Regions from separate parts of the Gossypium hirsutum genome. Here all the other regions are linked to region 1. Evidence: chromatin contacts called from public Hi-C data. All regions are on one chromosome and are shown on one strand. The core of a region is the stretch at or near the end of the contact, and the rest is flanking DNA. Distances in the headings are between cores, read along the strand shown. Region 1 holds the start of LOC107947889. Region 2 holds the start of LOC107947913. Region 3 holds the start of LOC107947922 (protein TRANSPORT INHIBITOR RESPONSE 1).

Region 1 (3,543 bases), core at 165-2,664:
TAATAAAAAAATGTATAAAGTTGAAAAGATTTATTAAAATAATAAGGTGATTTTGTCTTTTTTAACCTATATTCTGCTTCCAATTCTATTAACCAAAACACTATAAAGAAGGCATGTAAATTTTGGGAATTATGTGATTTTAGAGTTGGGGTTCAATTCTAATCACTCTCCCCATTTTATAAAACAATAATAAAATCTAATGTCACTTAAATTCAAATTACTACCCACTCCCAATTCATATGTTTAGATTAACCAAATGTTTCACTTTTTTTTTTTAGTGTAACCAAATAAATAACTTCAATTTTAGTTTTTGATACCAATAGATATTTTTATCAATATTTACAAATATTTATATTTATCACACACCATTATCAAAAAAAGAAAAAAAAAAGAAAGAAAGTAAATCTAAAACTTACTGCATTTTTGTTACATTTATTCATAATTTGAATCCATATCAGAAAATGCCAGAAATATTCATTGCCTGGCTGCTCCACCTCTCCATTTCAGATTTGCAGCAAACTTTATTAACTGCAAAATTAAATTTATGAAAGAAATAATCATCTATTGATTCATTTGATTTTCTTTTCCTTATAAAATCATGTTTATATATTTACAATTAGCATCAATTTCAATTTTTTAAAAAATAACGAAAAACCTAAGAGGCGAAAGAACTAAAAAATATGGTGATATGTAACAAAAAGAAAAAGACGACTGATGAATGCTTGTTTAGCTAGCGAGAAAAAAAAAATAAGAACCAAAAAAGGAAGAAAACCCAGATTTTCTAGGAAGCCAAACAAGTTTCCCAAAAAAGCCTGTTCTTTTCCATCTCATTCATGGTTTCGCTTGAGTTTGAGTTTTCAGCTGATGAAGAGGATTTCTTTTCTTTCCCCACACCAACTCCTTTAATACGTTGATCATCCCTGCAACTTTTTTTATACAATTGAACCTCCTTTTGCTCCACCACCCCATCGTCATCGTCGTCATCATCTTCATCATTGACACCTTCAACAACATTTGCAAATTTGTTTTTTAAGCTACCACCAACCTCTCCAACACCATGAACAACATCAGGTGCAATATCACAGCTACATGACTCGGCATCATCATCATCACCATCATCATCGTGACTGATGTCAACCATGGCTGGATCGGAACTACAACCAGATTCCGAATCGCCGGTGGCCTCGAAGAGCAAGAAAGAAGACACGTCAACAACTTTACTTCTTCTTCTTCGGATACCCATTAATAACCTGTAATTACCAAACCGCAAAAAACAAAACGGAAATTCAAAAGAAAATTTTTATTGGTACTGACTTTGGGTTATTTAAGCCTTTGCTATATACATCAGAAAGTTTCATAAGTAATAATTAAAAAATAAATAAAATAGAAGGAGGGAAGGGTGGGCTACTATTGCTATTGCTACCGTGTTTGACGCATTGGAAAATTTTATTATAATGAAAAAGAAAATTTTGGTTTCTAGAAGGAGATAAATATACGCTAACGCAACGGTTGATATTGATAGAATCACAGTTCAGACCAGAGTAGGCCAGGTCCCACCCTTCTAGAAGCTTAACAATCACATAAATATCAAATCTTCTAGAACCCCACGTTCCTAATTATATTTATTATTATTATTATGGCAGTTTCTTTTTTTGTTTTATTTAAAGAATAAAATACTTTTTAAAAATTACTTTATTAGGTTAATTTTTGAGAAATTTACAAGAATAAATTGATTAATGAAAACACTTTTAGCTGGAAATATTTTCAGGTGAAATGTAAAAAAATGTTTCCAACTAGAAACGCTTTTATCGTGTTGCTAGTAAAATACTCTAAGTAGAACGCGTTTTTGCCAACTCATTTAAAAGCGCTTCCAGTTGGAAGCATTTTCCCCAATAGCAACCCCCCAATGGCTACTTTCCCCACAGCTAATTAAAATAGCCGTTGGCACTCATCACCCCCAACAACTACATTTTTCGAAACCCTATAAAACCCCCTTACTTTATTTCCACAAATTTCACTCATATATCTCTCAAAATTCACAAATCACTCTAAGAAATTTATCAAATTCTCTGTTAAATTCTTACTTCAATTTTATTTCTCTCTAAATTATATTTTTTATCAAAATTATCTTAATATTTTTGCAAATAAATTTTTATTAAAAATTAATTCTTATTTTTCAAAATTAGAAATGGATGGATCTCTAATCCATTTTGATGACAAGCACATTTTCGTTGATCAATTGCAAGTGGTAAGAATATTTTTTGATATATTTCAATGTTTAATTTTTTTTATTTCATTGTTATATTTAAATTTAATTTTTTTTCGTAAATGTGCGAAAGATCAAATTTTGGAGTGTTATATCCGTAATCTACCGACTCCTCAATCACCCTTGATTGAACTATACTTGAGGGAAGCCGATTTTTCGCACATGGCCTTTGTAGGTTGGGGGTGTAAGTTGGACCCAACACTCGTAAGTGTGTTGGTGAAAAGATGGAGACCGGAGATGCATACATTTTATCTTTCATGCGGTGAGTGTACTATCACTTTAGAGGACGTGTAGTTACAGTTGCGGTTATCGGTGGATGAGTCAGTAGTCACTGGGTCAATTCACGTGGCCGATTGGAGAGGTGCATACGATGAACTTTAGGGTTTGGTTTTGGAGACAATTTATGAGGTAGGACCAAAATGAGTTGGTTAAGAAGAAACTACGAAGGGCTAGATGAGGATTTAGTTGAAGTCAAAAGAGAACGACACGTTCGGGCGTACATCCTTCAAATTATCGGGGGTATCCTAATTCTAGATAAGTCACAAAATCTCTCCATCTAATGTCGCTGCTGAAACTTGTCAACTAAGAACTCAGTTGGGGGTCCGTTGTGTTGGCGATATAATACTGGGAAATGTGTCGAGCGATGCAATCACATAAAATTAAAATTGGTGTTTGCATTCTACTATTGCAATCATGGGTGCGGTACCAATTGCCATTTTTACTGTCCTCGAGTGGACTACCTATACACATTCTCACTCGTAACAAGGTAAAATTCATCAGATGATATGATGTCCATAATAAAATTAATTTAAATAATATTATGCTAACAAATTATTTCAATAGGTGGAACCATGGGTTGAGTTACATAGGATTATCGAATGAGCTGTGAGAAATATGACTTCTATTGGAAACGAATGTGTGAATTTATTTAAGTTTAAATTATATTGTATTAATTAAAGTAGTTGATTAGATATTTTGTAGTATATATGTATAACTAAAGTTTTGATTATTTTAATATAGTTTGAATGGACACCAAATGAGGATTCGACAATTTGAGAATGCATTACTGAGGAATTCTTTGTGAATCTGAACATCTAGCACGTGAAGGTGTCATTGGTAGTGTATGCTACTGTCGAGATGCACGAGTCGGATAGAGTGTTGCAGCAGTTTGAGTTCTGACAATCGATTCCCGTGGCACCTTAAGACGTTGATGATCTGCATCGTATCAACTTGTGAGAGTAGACGGATGAGAATTGACTGGTATTCTACGCCTAATA
Region 2 (3,642 bases), core at 349-2,848, 210 kb after region 1:
TAAGGCATTGTGAGCCAGGCCAATGGCCCCCTCCTCCATCCCAAAGGCCCCATGACATATTTCTACTAGTTCTCCGAACTGCCTATTGTGAGAACCATCCGATTCTAGCACCCCAAACTTTTGTTTTGTAACAGTTACCAAGCAGTATTTAGCCTTAATTCAGTTAAAATTCACAGATTTATTTCTTTCATGCTTCGTATACATAAAGGACTTGACAAAGCAAGTTGCAAAGTAAGATTTTTATTTTTCATGTTTCAACGTACTTTTGTTTCTTGAAATATCAAACGATGAAAACAATCTCTGGAGACCAATGGTTAATGGGTTTGGATTTGATTTGAAAATTCTCGAAGGAGGACGAATTGGGTATTTCCACAAAAACTGAAACAAAATTTAAAAGAATAGAAAGTTACCTGTCCAGCATGAAAAGAACTGGTGGGCACGTACATGCAAGGCAAAATAAGTTTATCTCCAGAATCTGAAACTACCCTTTTCCTCAAATTCCATATTACTTGCTTCAACATCTCACAGACAACACCCTGAAAACCAGAAACAAAATGTAAAACATACATATAACACTTCGCAGAGCGTATAAAGAAGCATTATATCGAACAGTTAACGTGCATTGTTAAACAAAGACTATTGCCAAATGTGATCCAAAAATGAAAAATTATAGTCGATTTCGAAGTAAAATTGATATGTTTTTTAGGTGGAATAAATGAAAGTGAGATCAAGAAGAGTTTGGGAATGTGTAGAGCCGGTCTAGCCCAGTGAACAAACTTCAATGAAAAGGAAAAAGAAAGAAAACATGGAATAGACTATCTTTTTTGTTTATTAAAAAAAATTAAGGTAAATTCTTCTTCATCGTATATGTAAATTTAATCAGGAAAAATGGAAATTACGCAGAAAAAGAATAAATTTTAACTAATGAGGAGAAAAAAGAGTAAAGAGAGAGACCTGTTTGGATTCTGAAACAATCCTTGTTAGCAGTTTTGCGCAGTCAAAGGCTTTCGATGTCTCCACTCCACAGGTGATCTCCGATTGGATTTTGTGCAAATCGTAGCCGTACACGATGTTACTATATTCCCTTTTATAGTAAAAAATAAAAATAAAAAGAAGCTTGAATTTTTTTTAAAATATTTAATGTAATATTTGAACTATTAATATTATTTTATTGTGGTACTTAATGTTAACACCGTTGGTAAATTACTAAATTAGTTAACGAAAATTCCACATGTAAATTCTCTTTTTTCCAAATTATCAAGGCTAGACTCATTGATGGTGTTAACACCAAACACTATAATAAAACACATATTAATAGTTTAAATATCGCATTGGATATTTTATGAAAATATAGATACCACAATAAAATACATATTGATAGTTCAATTACTATATTAAACATTTTTAAAATACAAATATCACATTAGACATTTTATGAAAGTACACATATGATATTATCTCTACAAGTCTTTTCATTTTATATTGAAAAAATTAATAATATATATTATAATTGCTATTAAGTTTTGGTTGTTATTATACAATTAAAAGTAAGAGTTTAAAGTGGAGTTGTTCACAATTTGAGCAGAACATTAATGTCATATTAACATATTTTATATTTGTTTAACTCTAATTTGACTTGAAACATGAATCTAAAATTATATTTAAGTTCAGCCATATTTAAAAATGGTTAATTCAAGCTCATTTTAAGCCTATCATATATATTTTTTAAATTTTTTATTCATTAAAATTTTTAATCTAAGCCATAATCCAAAGATATTAAGATAAATATAATTAGTGGTATTACAAATTTCACCCTATTAAAATGATATATACTGAATGTATATATATAAATGAAGAAATGTGACCTAAACTAAAAACTATCAACAACAGTAACTGTAACATGAGACTCACTTCAGGGAACCACTAAACAACATCCCAAAAATTCCTTTAATTTGCTGAATTCCCATTTCATTGGGGATTCCTTAAGTTTTTTAAGCTCCATATTCTCATCCTTGAGCACTTTAATGGCCAAACTCAATTCCCTAATCACTTGTCTCTTTTCTTCATCTTTCCCCAATAATTGAGCCTTCACTTTCTTGTTATCTTCTTTCAATCTCTCCACTTCTTCCCTTAACTTCATCGCTACTTCTTCATTTATTATATTCATATTGTATTTATGTTGGCTTTCAGCGTCATCAATTTCGGATTCGGCATAGTCTTCAGAATCCATAGTATCGGAGCAACTATCATAGGCTTTATCCGATATGTGCTTCATGGAACGAAATGATGCTCCTAATGTTGTTACGACATGAGTTCCGTGGCTGAACTTGGCTCGATCGTACCGCTCGGCAAGCGAACGGTGAGTTCGGTAGAGATCTTCCACCAAGCTAATCAGCTCGGGCCGTTTCTTGCAGTACATTTCGGCACGTTGGGCAAAGGAATCTGCATCTTCGTCGATCAATTTTAGCATTGCCTTTGTCTTCTTATCCAACTCTGCCATTCACATATAAACCAATTAAAGTGGTCCATGTTGTAATTTTCTTTTTTGTTTTAGACTTTAAATTTGATAATTGGGCTCACTTCACTATTTGGATTTTTTTTGTTTGTCTACTTAGTACTAGAATGAGTCCATTTTAGTCCCTTAATTTGGAATACATAAAAAATTAATAACATGACAATTTAAAATTATATCACATTATCAAATCAAATATATTAACTAAATTCAAATTTAATAATCAAAATTCTAATATCAAAATAGACTACAAAAAGTTAAATGTAACCCTTTTTTTTTTAAATCGGACTGATGGTTGAACCAATCAGGTCGTTGATTGTCAATCTGTTTGGTTCAATTCGATTAAAAAATATTAAAAAATTTGATTTTGCTCAATTCAATCGGTCCGTACCAATCTCCAAGTCAACCCGATCAAAGCCTTTCTCTAAACTAATACCATGACCAGTTCACGATCCAACTAGTTCAATCCGATTCAAACATTAATGTAACATTAATGTATAATGCCAGTAGTTAATCCGCAAATAATTATTAAAGATTAAATGCTTATTCAGATTATTTAAAAAAAACCTTTTAAATAACTTTTTTATTATTTTTGTTGGAAATGAAATCGTTGAAATAATTACTAAGTTAAATAACAAATTCTAGAGTGACTATATACCTATAAATTAACCTAATGAAAAAACTAAAAAAAGTGATAAGGGTTTTACCGGAAAGAGTGGAATGAAGCCATGGAGAGCGGCTTAAGCCGTCATGATGACTATGAAACCACCACCGCCGCCGCTGTGAAGCTTCCACCTTGCACATCCCGAAATGATTAAACGATTAGTAATAAAATTTTCAACAATCAAACTGGCCAAATACAAAAAAGATTTAATATGGAAAGAAATCTCTGTTTGGAATTTTAGAAATAATAGCAAGGAAAGGAGGGGTTTTACGGTTGTAGGAAAATGGGCGAGAGCGTTTCTCTTTTGTCTCTTTATTGGTTGCTTTCGTTTCACTGAGTCAGGAACTCGGGACTCAACGGGCCAGCCCAATTGTTGCGCTTATGAAGAAAAAATCTATTTCCATAACGGTCGGATATATATCATATAAAATTCGTAAACTTTCCCATTTTGATGTCAAAAGCGAAT
Region 3 (3,299 bases), core at 33-2,532, 240 kb after region 1:
ATATATATGCTGTGTTTATTATTTGGTTAATGTATGCAAATGAAAACACAACTCTTTATCTCTTCAGCAAATATTGGCGAAAAAAGAATGAATCATTATTGTTTGTAATAAGGAGTTTGTTTAGTTTAATTGAAGACTAAATATAGAAGTGAATAATAATGGGCATGATTATCCCATATCCCATGAAGTCAAAATAGAAACAAAAATATTATCCATCTCCTCATTATGGCCTCTGGTAGACAATACAATGCACTTTAATATTTCTTATGTGTTTTAATAATTAACATCATTACTTTTTAATTAAATCATCCCTAAATTGAGACTCCAATTTTTAAGTTTTGATATTTCAGTTCTAATCATTTTTTATTTTGAATTAATCAAAATTGAGAAATCTCAATCACAGTGTTTACGACTTTTTGTCATTATTATTATAATAATATTTTATCCCTTTTATTGTGGTCCCCGCATATCGAGATCCCTCCGATCCAGCCGTGCTACGCGCAACATGGGATTCATTGCACCACCACTCTCCCCTACACATCACCACATTTTATCAGCCCTCCGCGTATCAATATCTCGTCGTTCCATCTCCTTCCCGATATATTCCTCAAAAATCTCGTTGAACATCTGCCCCTACACGCTCTTCCATACACCCGTTTTCTGCGGCTCCGCTTTGTTGCCGACGGATAAGATCTCCCCTTCACACCGTCCATCATATGGCCCGCATCTCTCCCCCACCACGTGTCTCTATCTTAAACGTCCATTAGTTATCCCCACAAAAAATTGATACCCTCATCTTTCCTTTCGCTATAATTCTGATTTAGTCCCCGGTAAGACTAAAATTTGACATTTAATCATTTTATTTTATTTTTAATTTGATATGATTTGTTATAAATTTTTTACAATATCACCCTAATTGGCTATCTTTTCCTATCACTTGGCTTCTTACTGGGACTTTTATAATGTTATTAGTGTATTTAAATTCGATAAAATTGTTTGTTGATATTGTTAAAGTGCTAACGTGAACTTTTTTTTTGTATTATATGATCATACAGTTTATATCACATAAAAATTCAATCAATAATGTTTAAATCCTTTAAGAGATAAAGTAACAATTGAGGTTTTGAATTTGGATTTACTAATAAAGTACAAAGTTATGTAAAAAAATACATAGAAAGATAAATTTCAAAATTTCAACATACTAAAGGGACTAAACCTAGAATTAGACCTAATTTGACATGACATATTTAACCATTGTTAAAATCTAACCACCCTTCTCAACACATCAATAAAAATTCTTATCCTCTCTCACCTTGTATCTGTCATATCACTTCACTTTCTCTCTCTTTATAGCTCCTTAACCTCTGCTCTCACTGTAAGCTTCATTAATGGCGTTTCAGATCTGAAAATGAACTCTAAAGCTTAAGAAAACCCCAATCTTCGGCAAACCAAAAGGCAAAAAAGAGTATCTTCTTTTGTATATTTTTAATCCAAAAAGGCTTAATTTCTCTTCGCGTGTGTGTGTGTGTTTTGTTTCTCTTTCTCGATTTTTCAAAATGCAGAAGAAAACGGCGTATTCGTTCCCCGACGAGATTTTGGAGCACGTGTTCTCGTTCATACATTCGGGCAAGGACCGGAACGCAGCGTCGGTGGTGTGCAAATCGTGGTACGAGATCGAACGGTGGTGTCGGAGGAAGATATTCGTGGGGAACTGTTACGCCGTCAGCCCTACGATGGTGATCAGACGGTTCCCGGATATCAGATCCATTGAGCTAAAAGGGAAGCCACACTTCGCGGACTTCAATCTGGTACCGGACGGTTGGGGCGGGTACGTACTTCCATGGATATCGGAAATGGCTGGAGCCTATCCATGGCTCGAAGAGATCCGGCTTAAGCGAATGGTTGTCACGGACGAGAGCCTGGAGCTTGTTGCTAAGTCGTTTACGAATTTGCAAGTGTTGGTGCTCTTTTCTTGTGAAGGGTTTTCAACTGATGGGCTCGCTGCCATTGCTGCTAGCTGCAAGTGAGTTTGATAAACTCTTTTTTACTTCGTTTGTTTGGCTTTTACTTTGCTTTTCAGTTAGACAAAGAATTGAACCTTGGGTCTTTGTTAGATTCAATTTTTGTTTTTGGTTTTAGCTACATTTCTGTTTTCTTTGTGATTTTTGAGAAGGGTAGAGTTTTGTTCACTTCAAATGCCCCTTTCCCCCTAGGATTCCTTGTTCTTGTTTTCTATACCTAGATTCTTTTTCGGGGGTTGTTTTCCAGATTTTAAACGGTTATTTCTGGGAAACGTGGGCTTTGCTTTTGCTGTATAAACGATGAATAATATATTTTGTAAATTGAGGATGTAGGGACTGATTTTCCAAGTTGGTACTGCAGATTCTTATGGTATTTCTTTTTTCAAAATTTTTCCTTTTTTTATCCTTCTTTGTATGTTATTTTAATTCCATCTTGGGATTTGTTTGTTTTTTGTTCCTAGATTAGAACTTTATTTTCTTGTATGGTTTGAGCAATTAGATGCTTAAAGAATATGCAAATTTCTTCTCTTGTAAGTTCAATTGTAAAAAAGAAACTTTCTTCTTGATTTTGTATTTGGTTTGGTCGATTTTTTTAATTCCTTGTTTATATGAATCAAATCTGGTTTTGTGATACAGGAATCTGAGAGAGCTGGACTTGAGAGACAGTGAAGTTGATGATTTGAGTGGGCATTGGCTCAACCATTTTCCTGACACATACACATCCCTTGTGTCTCTCAACATTTCCTGCTTAGGATCCGATGACGTTAGTTTTTCGGCCTTGGAGCGCCTAGTTGGTAGATGTCCCAACTTGAGGAGGCTTTTGCTCAACCGTGAAGTGCCCCTCGATAAGATTGCCAACCTTTTATCCCGTGCACCGCAGCTGATTGAATTTGGCACTGGCACCTATGCAGCTGAGCTACGGTCAGACGTGTACTCGAACTTGGCTGAAGCTTTTTGTAATTGCAAGGAATTAAAGTGCTTGTCCGGGTTTTGGGATGCAGTCCCAGCTTACCTTCCAGTTATTTACTCTGTATGCTCTAGATTAACATCATTGAACTTAAGCTACGCTCCCATACAAAATCCCGATCTTACCAAGCTTGTAAGCCAATGTCCGAGTTTGCAACGCATGTTGGTAAGTCCATTACGGTATCATTATGCATTTGAATTTATACCTATAGAAAAAAGATTAGGACTGGCGTGAGATAAGACCGTATTGTAAACATTAAAACATTATGTGGCCTATGGGTCCGATTCAAACCGTGCTGGGAACATGTTCTG

Evidence for each region. Hi-C and Micro-C count contacts between places; a contact is called where the count stands out from the background.
Region 2: a Hi-C map of leaf shows a contact between it and region 1, with 3 times the contacts expected there. The contact joins the promoter of LOC107947913 here to the promoter of LOC107947889 in region 1. A contact is called at or near these places in 5 of 34 Hi-C or Micro-C datasets (callus and leaf).
Region 3: a contact with region 1 is called in a Hi-C map of leaf, with 2.0 times the contacts expected there. The contact joins the promoter of LOC107947922 here to the promoter of LOC107947889 in region 1. A contact is called at or near these places in 8 of 34 Hi-C or Micro-C datasets (callus, leaf, petal and 1 more).

Annotation. Positions count from the first base shown.
Region 1 is chrA08:92,913,793-92,917,335 of Gossypium_hirsutum_v2.1, forward strand. It overlaps LOC107947889, which reads right to left and starts at 1,415. Exons shown (of 1, transcript XM_016882395.2): 1 at 401-1,415. The coding sequence starts at 1,243. The coding sequence ends at 782.
Region 2 is chrA08:93,119,677-93,123,318 of Gossypium_hirsutum_v2.1, forward strand. LOC107947913 reads right to left here and starts at 1,599. Exons shown (of 4, transcript XM_016882415.2): 1 at 1,589-1,599; 2 at 955-1,084; 3 at 411-536. The coding sequence starts at 1,599. LOC107953327 (protein NETWORKED 3A) reads right to left here. Exons shown (of 4, transcript XM_041075965.1): 2 at 3,448-3,554; 3 at 3,220-3,307; 4 at 1,759-2,493. The coding sequence ends at 1,913.
Region 3 is chrA08:93,150,184-93,153,482 of Gossypium_hirsutum_v2.1, forward strand. It overlaps LOC107947922 (protein TRANSPORT INHIBITOR RESPONSE 1), which reads left to right and starts at 1,283. Exons shown (of 3, transcript XM_016882423.2): 1 at 1,283-2,023; 2 at 2,658-3,153. The coding sequence starts at 1,557.